Linked DNA regions of Mus musculus: region 1 is linked to region 2. The links are chromatin contacts, called in public HiChIP or PLAC-seq maps. All regions are on one chromosome and are shown on one strand. The core of a region is the stretch at or near the end of the contact, and the rest is flanking DNA. Distances in the headings are between cores, read along the strand shown. Region 1 has its middle 4.6 kb from the start of Gm35450. Region 2 overlaps Rcbtb2 (regulator of chromosome condensation (RCC1) and BTB (POZ) domain containing protein 2).

The links. HiChIP or PLAC-seq counts read pairs in DNA pulled down with a chosen protein or histone mark.
Region 1: an H3K27ac HiChIP or PLAC-seq map of microglia shows a contact between it and region 2, with 6 times the contacts expected there. The contact joins two enhancer-like sites. A contact is called at or near these places in 1 of 115 datasets of contacts at active chromatin or transcription factors (microglia) and 1 of 9 other capture datasets (adipose tissue).

What each region holds. Positions count from the first base shown.
Region 1 is chr14:73,466,496-73,472,941 of GRCm38.p6, reverse strand. No RefSeq gene overlaps it. Among named protein-coding and RNA genes, the nearest start is that of Gm35450, 4.6 kb to the left of the region's middle. Within about 2 kb of position 2,246, at least 26 of the 459 cell types and tissues checked have an H3K27ac peak or open chromatin away from gene starts, as enhancers often do. A contact at or near this core is called in microglia, where this site is marked.
Region 2 is chr14:73,172,289-73,178,217 of GRCm38.p6, reverse strand. Rcbtb2 (regulator of chromosome condensation (RCC1) and BTB (POZ) domain containing protein 2) reads right to left here. Exons shown (of 15, transcript NM_001170694.1): 11 at 4,305-4,495; 12 at 3,702-3,828; 13 at 1,084-1,223. Among named protein-coding and RNA genes, the nearest start is that of Gm52109, 8.8 kb to the right of the region's middle. Within about 2 kb of position 2,152, at least 110 of the 459 cell types and tissues checked have an H3K27ac peak or open chromatin away from gene starts, as enhancers often do. A contact at or near this core is called in microglia, where this site is marked.

The DNA of each region.
Region 1 (6,446 bases), core at 997-3,496, 290 kb before region 2:
ATTAAAGAAACAACAGCAACAAACCTCTGGGTCACCACCTCCCAGCAGCTGGGCATGAAGTCCCAGGTTCCATAGAAGTCACTTTGCCTTGTCCCTATTCACCTCCTTGCAGACATCCACGCCCTCCTGCCGACCCAGAGACTTTTCATTTTTAAGTGACTTTAATTAGCAGGTCTTTTTCTTATTAACATCTTCAAAGTGCTCTGAGCTCCTCCCCAGATGAAAGGACCTGTGCAGGGACAAATTATTATTATGGTTACAAAATATGCACACTGAATGTAGAAAAAGTGAGAAGGGTTTCATTGCGTGGCCGGCAGTTCTTGGGTTGCTTTGATCTGCCAGCGTAGACGTCAATTATTCCATCCCCTTACTCTCCAAACGCAGGCATCAAAGCGCTCTTGGAGATACACCTTGTAAATCTAGCTGTTTATTCTGAAATGGTTCCCCTAAATTAACTCTGCTTCCCTTTCCTTTGTTGGAGCTGCTGATTCAGCAACTCCAGTCCCCCGCTGGGGATGAGGTCTCTACCACTGTGGACTTGGAAAGGTGCCATGCCGTAGAAATAAATTATCTCTGGTAACCTGGGAAATGTGTACACATATACATATACATAGTGTGTGCATGTGTACGTGTGTGTGTTTGTGTGTGTGTTTGTGTGTATTTGTATGTATTTGTGTGTTTGTGTGTGTTTGTGTGTGTTTGTGTTTGTGTGTGTTTGTATGTATTTGTGTGTATGTTTGTGTGTGTGTTTATGTTTGTGTGTTTGTATGTATTTGTGTGTGTGTGTTTGTGTTTGTGTGTGTTTGTATGTATTTGTGTGTGTGTGTTTGTGTGTGTGTTTGTATGTATTTGTGTGTGCTTGTGTGTGTGTGTGTGTGTGTGTGTGTGTGTGTGTGTGTGTGTGTGTGCAAGTGCCATTTCTATCACATGCATTCCTGTCATTGCACTTGGGCCTCCAGGCTTTGCTGCCAGCATCTGTATGTGCAGAACCATCTCAGCAGCTCCACATGATATTCTTCAGTCTCCTGCGAGATGATTGCTACTGAGGCTCAGAAAAGTCAGGCGACCAGGCCACAGTCACACAGCCTGAGTGCGAACCATGATGGGCTCTGTCTAGCACTAATCCCAACCTTTACTCTGATAATCTTGCTGCCAGTGGGCAGTGGCTATCCTCCTGTTCATAGACTTACAATGATAACCAACCCCTCTTGCTTTTAACACACATTAAAAAAAATAATCAAAACTAAATAGTAACCATGTGAGTTAAATACAATTAAGAGAGAGGGCTCAGAAGCCTTTTTACTTATGGAGGTGATGATGAGATAAACAAGGGTAACTTGTCATTAAGTTCAGGGTTCTCTGGGCCTGAGCCGATACCTTATCTTTAAAATATGGGGTTGAGCCTGAAGACCTCAAAGGTACCTTTTGGGTCTCATACCGGTTCTTTAGTTCCTGATCTTGCTTCAGAGACATCATTTATCCTTGGTAGCAAATTAGTTGTAGGTCCTAAATCTGCTCAAAGAGCTCTGCTAAATAGCAAAGAAAGAGCAATGACCCACATCACTGACACTGGCAAATGGTGAACTTTCGTTAATGATGGATATTGAGGAAATATTAGTTCAAGTCAAAGTATCACACAAAGTATTACATAACAACTATTACAGGATCATTGTGAATAGGGTTTTGGGAATATCTTTATATAAATATTGGATGTACAGTACAGTATTTTGATACACAGTTAATGAAAAGAGTCCCAAGCAAATGAACATAGCATTTCAGTTACCCGCTTATTGATAGGCAGAGTCTCTGAAGTCTACTTTTAGCAAAAATCCCCTGTATGGCCTGATAGTAAGTCCAACCCCTGCAGTGTCATTGAGTCATTTAGACCCAGGCTTGCTCATTCTCTTACCTTCCACTTTGTATCTTCCCTTACCAGCCCCTACTTGGTATAGTCTCTTAACCCTAGAGCTACTGACAGGTTGCATTGAAATTCAGGGCAACTTCTCTGGGTGAGGTTTGGTTTGGACATGTCTGGAATGTGAGCAGAGAAGTCCTTGAACACCAGGGCCTAGTGGGTGTTTCCAGCCCCGAAGAACACTTGATCTTTTCTTGGACAATAAGCACCTGTGCTATAAAGGAAGTCTGCTCATGCTCACAAGAGCGAGTTCCTGCCCAGAAGGTGTGTGGCCCCAGCTGTGGAGGCAGAGCATCTCTCGGCAGTGCTGTAAATACGAAGGCAGCTGGGAGACGCAGGCATTTTATTCTGGGCTGTACTGAGCACACGGTTTATTTTCTACTTCTGCTTCTAAGAGTGGACTCGTCTTTATTTGGAACTAGTTCGTTTTCAGGCTTGTATTTTTCCGCACAGAGATGTTTCATGGCTCAGCACACAATAGGTATCCAGTAAATATCAGCTGATTGAAGAAACCAAATTAAGTTTTAAATTAACGTTTTAGGTTTGCATACAAGGTAATGGGTTTCATCGTGGTGTCCTTGTCTGTATATGTCTTATACTCTAATTAGATGTTCATTTTATCTTAAAGGAACACCTTAAGAGCAAATGCTTTTCTTTGAATAATTCCATTTTCCTCAAGCCCTAAAAAACCTTCAAATAAACCATCACTGTTTAAAAGTTATCCAACCATATGGATCAAAGATTCAGAGGTAAAATATGAAATCTTTAGTATAATGATATCAAATACTAGTTCATTAGAAAATATAGAAGAATTTATTTACAGCCTTGAAGTAGGGAAAACCTTTTTTTCTACAAAATTTCTAGAAGAAATATAATATTTCATATATATATATATGTATCATATATATATATATATATATATATATATATATATATATATATATAGAGAGAGAGAGAGAGAGAGATACAGTACAGATACAGATAGATACAGATATAGATAAAGATAAAATACAGATATCCCTGAAGTGAGGCAGGGGCTGGACACTTTAGGGACAAATGATTACATTTCTAACAGAGAAAGCTGCTACCCCTTTTAAATATTGTTAATGAGTCTACCAAGTCTTTCCTTTTTTTTTTGTTTTATGTAAAATTCTTTGGAAAACTTGAAAGGAATAAGCCAAGGTCATTGAGTCTCCCTGACACATTCTTTCAGTCTGCCTAGAGCAAACTTTGCTCAGTATGATGTTAAATCCTCTACTGCAAAGCCTTTGAGTCTGCCATCTGTCCATTTTGAAATGTGCCATATGCCTTGAATTGAGCATGCTCAGAAACACCCTCCCACGCACGCCTTATGCTTTCCTTTGAGAATACGTACCCACTCCCCAGCTAGTCCCAAAGCTTTCATTAAGGAGGGCACTGCTTTGCAATCCCTCCCAGCGGTCTTCTTCCCAGCGGCAAGTAACACAACTTACCTTCTCTCATTTCCCGAGAGCCCATCAGGTTCAACTGCAAAAGAGACGAAAGGAGACTTGCAAGGCTTATTGAGATAACAAGACTAATCTACCAATATATGAAGTCTGCCTAGCAATCAATAAGAAAAGGACAGTTCGTACTCCGAAAAGAGCAAACAAAACAAACAAAGTTCACAGAAAAAGAGATAGATCCCCTGGGAACTTGGGAGTGGTGATGACCACCTTTGCCTGGCTGCTCTGCTTTATTCAAATCTGCACCATGAAAGTATACTGTGTCGTCAAGACCTTGGGAAGAGAAGACAGTATCATGGATGGGATACCCTCTTTTGGAATCCACTTAGAAACATCTATCAACACAGACAGCAGAAAGGAAGTGAGATTTAGCTTAAGACCCCGAAGCATAAGATTTGAGGCCCCATCTGTACAAATCATTTTCAAGGCTCTGGAAGACATCCCAACCGTTTTTCAATATGTATTTTTTTAATCTTGCAAAATAAATCATTTCAACCATATCTGGCTGACAACACTACCTGTTAAGATTTGGTCTGCTGACAAGTGGGGTTTTTGTTGTTGTTGTTCTTGTTTGTTTTTGTTTTTCTTTTTTTTTTTTCAATTTCTGATGTGTGTTTGTAATGCTAAATACTGTGCCTGAAGGTCTAGGCCTATGAGTGAATTCTCACGTTTACCAGCTTTTGGTGTGTAAAGCTTGTTCCTTCATTTAAAACTGTTGGTTACATAAAAATGTCTACAGCCAATTACTGGAGAGAGTAGAGGTAGGCGGATTTTGAGTTACCTGATTGTGGTTGAAGAAGGAAAGAGAAGAAAGGACATGGAGAGGGGAGGAAGTTGCCATGAGAGAAAAGCCATGAGCACATGGCCAGGAGAAACAGAGAGGAGCTGGGGTACACCACTGGGGAAGTAGCCAGTCCAGCAATTAGAAAAGCAGGTTGTGCGGGGCGTGGTGGTGCACGTCTTTAATCCCAGCACTCGAGAGGCAGAGGCAGGCAGATTTCTGAGTTCGAGGTCAGCCTGGTCTACAAAGTGAGTTCCAGGACAGCCAGGGCTATACAGAGAAACCCTGTCTCAACCCCCCCCCCCAAAAAAAAGAAAGAAAAGCATATTGGAGAGGGAGCAGGCTGGAGTGAGTAGGGCTGGAGAGAGAAGAAAAAGTGTCTGAAGACAGTTACAGTGTACTTACATATAATAAATAAATCAGAAAGAAAGAGAGAGAGGAGGGGGGAAGGAGGGGAGGGGAGGGTAAGAGAAGGGGAGGGGAGGGGGAGGGAGGGAAAGAGAGAGAACAGATTGGGGGCTACTCCCAAGTAATTGTCAAAGCCAAATAAAATAACCACAGTCTGACTCTCATTCATTTGTAAGCTAGATGGGGATTAACTTAAATGATTAACTACAACTATCTCCTTTCCACTTGCCTGTCCCTCCATCACCCTCTTCCTTGCAAAGTGTGCCCTCACAGGGCACTGGCATTTTGTACTTGGAGATAAACTAAGTTTGGGTTCATTTGGATATATTTATAAACTAAGTTTGGGTTCATTTGGATATATTTATGTTGTGTGCTGTTGACACCTGCACAGCCAGGTTATTGCTTAGTGTACCCGTGGGTGGAGGATTGGTACGGCAACCACCTGCCGTTCTGACCAGAAGGTACAGGGCCAGAGGTCACATTGAACGATGAACGTGCCCGGCAGTGTTTCAGCAGACTTTATACATAGCAGGAAAGAATGAAGGCTTGAAGCACAGAGGCAGAAAGCAGCTTTTGGAAAGCCATTAAAATATTGCCATGCAAAATTACAAGCAGAATGTTTAATTTTTACAACTATCTCATCAAAATAGATCTTTTAGCCTGTCAAGAGGAGTGCACTAGTTCCAAATACCCCTTATACTTACCATTTTAATGAGAATTATATAAAATACAATTCACCAGAATTTGGAAGTTGTAGGACACAGACTTGAAAGTAACTTTATTTCAGTTTTTAAAGGAGAGAAGATTTCCTTTGACTGGAGTTTTAAAGAGATATAGTCTGTCATGGCAGGGAGGCGTGGTGATGGGAGCGTAAGTTGGATTGGTCACACTGGCAAACAAATGCTAGTACTCATGAGTCTGTCTCCTAGCACCGCCCACATTCGGTGCATCTTCCCTCCACAGTTAAAGCTCTCCAGAACCAACATCATGTACACACACAGACATGTATCTCCCAGATAATTCTAAACTAGGTGATATTAACAGTGAAGAACCATTATAAGTTTGCCCCTTGGAAATTTGACACTCCAGCACATTACATTAAGACACAATATTCCTGTCCTGGCATGCAAAAGCTCACAGCCACCTCATAGTGAAAACTGCATTTAGCTCATGCTCACGAAGTGGAGATTTCTACTTTCTTTAGAAACTCAGTTGTGTACACGAGGTTTTTCTGGAAGCTGTCTTCTGAGAGGAGGTTTTGCTGAAGCAGACATGTGAGAGGGCATATGATGTTTTGCTGAAGCGGATGCTTGAGAGGGTGTGTGATGTTTAGAAAGAAGATAGACACCACTCCAGAGACAGTGAGAGGATGCTCTTGCATTGCTATGAAGCTCCGTGTCATGCTTCACTAGTTTTTGCTAGCCATGCAAGTCTTTGCTAGTCTTTGCTGGTCTTCACTTTGTAAAGAGAAACGCACCAAAGAGCTTCTCATGGTACTCCAACTCATTCTTGCTGCTTCCACTGACTCACAGCAATTGGGTAGAGCCATGTGGTTTCTGCTGGATCAAGCTGCTGCTATTGACTCATGTTTGGTGTTTGCCGTTGGACTGGACTGCTGTTATTCCAACAACAAAGACTGGAATCGCCCCAAAGAACTACTTCTAAACAGGTCCACAATCCTCTTTAGCTATAAACCTTCTTCCATTAACTCTAGTTGGTGGGCTAGAAGGAAGGTTGAAGCGTTCTAGAACCCTAAAGTAGGTTTAGAAAAGATCTAAGCCTACACATTATAGTATTCCCTAAATCTTCATAGTCTCAACGCTGTTCAAAGGTTGATGAGACACAGGTAACTTCTTAC
Region 2 (5,929 bases), core at 903-3,402:
AAATGAAACAGGTTTGTGTTTCTCTGAATTCCCCTCTCCTGGGTCAGCAGAATCTTTGGAGGCCACGCCCACCAGCACACATGTTGTCACGGAATTAAAAAGAAAGCCGGTTGGGTTGGGAGTGGGCAGTGACACAGTGCACAAGCTCAGCAGGCCAAGCCTGCCTTCAGTTCCAGCACCAGATAACACAAAGGAATCCCCTGTCGTGGGCACATCTGCCTCCTGTCCTCCAACCCATCTTTCTGCCCCGCTTCGCTTCAGCATCACTCCTGGAGAGCAGTCTCTCAGAGAGCAGTCTCATTAGCTGTCGCTCTCACTTGCCACTGTCTGAAGCTGCCCCACGGTTGAGTCTTCCCACACATAAATGGGCTTCACTGTGCCAAATTCAAAGACTGATCTGGAGTCCTCTTATTCAATACTCACCCAGAGTGTACTGTGGGGACATACATGCTCTGACCCCGGGCACTCTGTTACTTGCTAATGTTTCTTTTCTCTTTAATCAGTGGCTCTTCTTTTGTTCTCTTGGCTAGGCTATTTTCCCTGGGCATGACCTGGTCTTCAACCCTCACATTCTTATTCATTGATTTCTCCAAATGAAAAAAAAAATCTATTACCTATATAATAGATTTCAGATTGTGAAATGTTTAACTGAGTTACCTAAAATGCCCACTTTCACAGCCGAGTGTAGCAGACATGGCCTTGATCTACTCTGGGGCAATGACAAAGAGATCTTCTAGGGCTCTGCATTCACAGACAAGATTCGCCATCTGCCCTTCCTTCCATGCTTGCCTGTGATGCTCCAGTGGTGATCGATGTTGACCTCTTACTAGAGCTACCCACTCAACCTTCATATGTAGTAGTGACAAGGGAAGTCTGCGTTCTGGGCCTGAGGGTGTAGCTCAGTGGCAGAGTCTGAGAAAAGGCAAATGCTACATCCAAGGACCAAAAAGAGAAAAGCGCAGGCTCAACATCACCAGAAGAGCTCCTGCAAACATCGCAGTGTCTGTCTCCTGGCCTGGAAAGAAGCCACCTTCCTAATTATTCAACATTTGCCAACTTGGTGGTAAGGTCTCTGATGATTACCTACTGCCTCCTCAGGAGATAGGCTGATGTTATCTGTGTATAGATACTCCAGGAAAGCTCGGAACACAGGATACGAAAACTCGCTCATTTCTACAATATCGTCTTCACTGTCTTCTAATGAAGAACGAAAATGTTCACACCTGAAAGAAGAAAGGAAGATCATAGCCCAGGTTCTAGACTGGAGTCAAGGGACTACCTGAGGACTTTCTCTTGAAGCTGTATACCTTTCCTGTTTGCTAGTCTGTCAAAACTTGGTCCCAGGGTAGCAATAATAGGAGGTGGTAGAACCTTTAAGAGGTAGGGTTAGAGAAGGGAACTTAGTGTGGGGTCTATCACTGGGGCAATGCACTGAAGGGGACTTATGGAGACCAAGCTCCTCTTTGACCCCTGATTTGTGACAGTAGTAGGGTGGTTCCAGTAGGCAGTTCCCACCAAGATATGGTGCTTTTCAGGAGGCCCCAAACAAAACCTCCAAATCAACCCCAAGCCAGGGTAAGCTTTCAAGCTGGAGTTACAGTTCAGCCGCACCAAGTAAGCAAATAACCTTTATGTCAGTTACTTATCTCAGGCATTTTCGTACAGGCACAGAACACTGCCAAAAACCTTGTCATTGCCTTGGCTCCTTGCTTTTCAATTGCCTAATCGGCAAGACTGCAAATGCAGCCTGCTGCTGCTGCTGCTGCTGCTGCTGCAGGTGGCCCAGGCATCTGACTCTACATTGCAGCCTACTGCTGCTGCTGTGGGCGGCCCAGCAGCTGACTTTACAATGCAGCCTGCTGGACTGGGGGAGACGGGGGATCTCTGGCCTCCTTCTCACACTGTCTTTACTGATAAGTATTGTTTTTATAACTGATTAATTATGTCTCTTTACTCCATTCTGTCTGAATTATGTCCCTAAAAGTTCCTAGTAACCGACAATGTGAACTTATGTGAAGACAGGCTCTTTACAAAAATCATCATAAGCCAAGTCACTGTGGTAGACCCCAAGGCAATCAGACAAAGGAGAAGCCTGGGACACAGGCAGACTCGGAGAATGCTACGTGTCATGCCTCAGAAAGAGGAAGATTGCCACAGACCACCACAAGCTCAAGTGTAGGCCTGGTTCTTCTCCCTGCCTCAGAGAAAACACCATACTGCTCATATGATAAAGTGCGTTGTCATGGTGTAGGCTGAGCGTGTTCAGTGTTTGCTCTGTCACAGTAAACTAAACCCCCATTTCCTTCGTGAAAGTAGAGGCTCCGTGGTGAGAGTGAACCAGGTGGCACTATGTGACCTTTCAGAATGGGAACTTGAGACCAAAATACCATATTGGGTTTCTGAGTCACGGAAAGAGGGTTTCAATATCTTTGACACAGTGGCAACACAGTCCCAGATCATCATGTTAGGAAGGAAAGAGGCAGGCAGGAAAGAAGAGATGCTATATAATTTCATACATATGAGCTTCTAGAACATGCGTAGTGTGTATGAAAGGAAAAAATCATTGGCTGCTCAGTATGGGACTTAGGATCTTTGGGGAAGGACAGATTTTTCTATCTGAAGGTAGGGTGGTGGCTTCATAGACTGTGACATGGAACAAAGATAAGGTGAATATCATGCACTGCTCACATAAATAAATGTAATTTATTTACATTTATAAATGTAAATGTAAGAAGTGTGATTTAAAACATTTTTGTGTTGGCATCACCCAGGTCCTTCTTGGTCTGGAAAAACCACTTTTTTTTTTCTCCAGCATGGCTGTATCCGAATCCAGCTGTGTTCAGGACTGTCTGTAGGGCTGTCTGCAGGGCTGTGTTCAGGGCTGTCTGCAGACCTGTGTTCAGGGCTATCTGCAGGGCTGTCTGCAGGCCTGTGTTCAGGGCTGTCTGCAGGGCTATCTACAGGGCTGTGTTCAGGGCTGTCTGCAGGGCTATCTGCAGGGCTGTGTTCAGAGCTATCTGCAGTGCTGTGTTCAGGACTGTCTGCAAGGCTGTGTTCAGGGCTGTGTTCAAGACTGTCTGCAGGGCTGTGTTCAGGGCTGTCTGCAGGGCTGTGTTCAGGGCTGCCTGCAGGGCTGTGTTCAGGGCTGTCTGCAGGGCTGTGTTCAGGGCTGTCTGCAGTGCTGTGTTCAGGGCTGTCTGCAGGGCTGTCTGCAGGGCTGTGTTCAGGCCCCAGGCAGTAAAGTTAAATCAGAGCATCTGGCTCTGTTCCAAGGGCAAAACTTATTTATTCAGCACTAAGCTACAGCCAGAACTTCCATGGCTTATTCCCTGAACAAACCCAGTACTTGTGGCCCACCTTGCCTTCCACATCTTGTCTCATTCCCCCACTCCTACCCCATTGACACTGTGTGCTTTAAGGGCACAAACAGCCTCATCAGAGCTGCCTCTTAATTACTCAAGTGTCTGGCACAGTTCCCTTACTCAAGAGTCAGGATATCTGAAGTGATTGATAAATGAATTAATTTCACTCCTCAAAAGAGACCAGCTCTTACGAATTATTTTAAACATCTATTTAGTGTGACATACACCCACAACAGCAGGCATGTAGAGGACATGAATGGGAGCCAGCTCTATCTGCCTACCCACCATCTGGGTCCCAGGGATCATTAGACACTCTTGCCCACAGAGGCCCACTCTTACCTAATTTTGAGAAGGACTTTGTGAGCATAAATGTATTTTCCATCAACCAGAAACTTGAGGTCTGCAGTGTCAGGGTTGTCAAACTCCCTCTTCAGAGACTCGGCCACAGTGAGGTGGTCGTCAGGTTCTAAGGGAAAGCAACACAGTGCTTCTGGGTTCAGTCATAGTTGAACATGACGGCAAGGAGGAGGCCCCTACTCGCTGGGCATTCCAGAAATGCTGAATCCCCCAAACAACTGACAGCTATACAAGGCTTTTGCCTCTGGGTATGGATTCACGCCTTTGAACATTCATTGTAAACTTGCCAAAGCCAAAAATGTTCCCAACTGTTTCACTAACTGAATCAGATTTAAGATGTCCGAATGTCTAGACTGTTTCTAGATATATTTTTTATCTGAAAGACAGCTTTCAGATTGAAAGCAATCAAATCAAATTACCTCTAATTAGTATTGTGTTAGTTTCCAATAGTTTTAGTTCCCCTCCCCAAGGGCTCCCAGAAAGAGGTTCATTAGATCCTGTACCCAAGTCCTAAGGTCGCACAGCAAAAGTACCTTCCTCTTCCTCGTTCTCAGAACTGTCCCAAGAGGGAAAGGACAAGCTTACCCACGGAGAGAAGGCGCCAGGTGACAGCCGGGGTGGCGAAGCAGGCAAACACGTCATCGGTGCAGCAGAAGTGAGTGTGGTGTGGAAGGATCACCGACTGGCCCCGGCACTGGCCCCACATGTACACGTGCCCACCTTGTGTCTTGGCAGCAGATGTGTGGGCAGAGTGACAGGCTGCAATCTCTATGATTCTAAATTCACAAGCAAATGCCACAGAGGCACATTAACAGGAGGACAAGAGCTGGCCTCTCCTTCCCCGAGTGCACTTGACTCAGACTGTGCCGACTAACTAGCTGACAGAGGTGGATAGGCCCAAGGAACAGAAAGAACAAAGCAAGACTTGGACAACTCACTTCCTAAACTTTCAGCCACCAAATGCTGGAACCATACTTTGGTGGCATTTATAACATGAGGATCTATTGATTACCAGTAGGTCTTAAAAATATATGCCATCTTACTTTGAGTTAAAAATGCAATGTTTAAGCTGGGCGTGGTGGCGCATGCCTTTAATCCCAGCACTTGGGAGGCAGAGGCAGGCAGATTTCTGAGTTCGAGGCCAGCCTGGTCTACAGAGTGAGTTTCAGGACTACACAGGGCTACACAGAGAAACCCTGTCTAGAAAAACAAACAAACAAACAAACAAACAAACATGCAATGTTTAACCCTTAAAAGCATTACTAACTAGATAAAGACATGGATCATCTTACCTGGGTCAATGCATAAAATCTCAAGGTAGGATGGGGTTCTATACATAAACTAGCTCAGCAGGAAAACTGCCCTGGGCTTGTCCCTGTCACCAAAACCAAACCATCAGGTACTTTACAAGGAGAGGGCTGAAAAGTCACCCTGGCTTCTGCTCTGTACAATGAACTCAATAGTTTGTTGTTTTAATGCCAGAGAGCAACCCTGGGACTTCTGCATGCTGACAGAATCTACTGAAGGGATTCCAGGCCTCCTGCATGCCAAGAGGATGCCTTACCCTGCTGGCTCCTGGCCTTCTGCACACTAAAAGGATGCGATATACTGAGTGGATCCCCATATGTGCTGGGCACAGTGTCTGGTACAGCAATCAGCACAGCAGGGCCTCCACTCTATGCTGCTCCTGCAAATCAGAACTTCCTGCTCTCTCTCTTCACGTCTATAATTGGGCAATCTCATGCCACAAGATGAAGTGGGCTAAGCCAAAGAAGGGTGTAAACAGAAGGAATGAAAGAAATAAGCAGAAACAGAGACTGTCAGTCGGTTCAACGAAACCGCAGGGAAATGAGTGACCAGCTGAGTGACCCTTTCTGTGTAAGGATTAAAACAGGGAACTTCAGTGTCACGCGATTTCAATAGGCCTGTTTGGGAAGTGTGGCTAGTGGACTAATCCTGATCCCTGAGGTTGGATAAATAACTCGTTTTCAGATCCATGACTGGAAATGTAGCATAAAAGATTCCACTTTGACTTTTAGCCTCATGGGTCAGGGCAAAGCCAGGACGTCTGGCAGTTTGGTTAACTCATCGCTGCACAGCTTTTAGTGAAATGCCTCTTACACAAGATTGTATTTGGGTCATGCACTTGGGTTGGCAGACCTTGTCTAATCTCTCCTAACGTTTGTGTGGTTGGATCAAGGAACTGACTC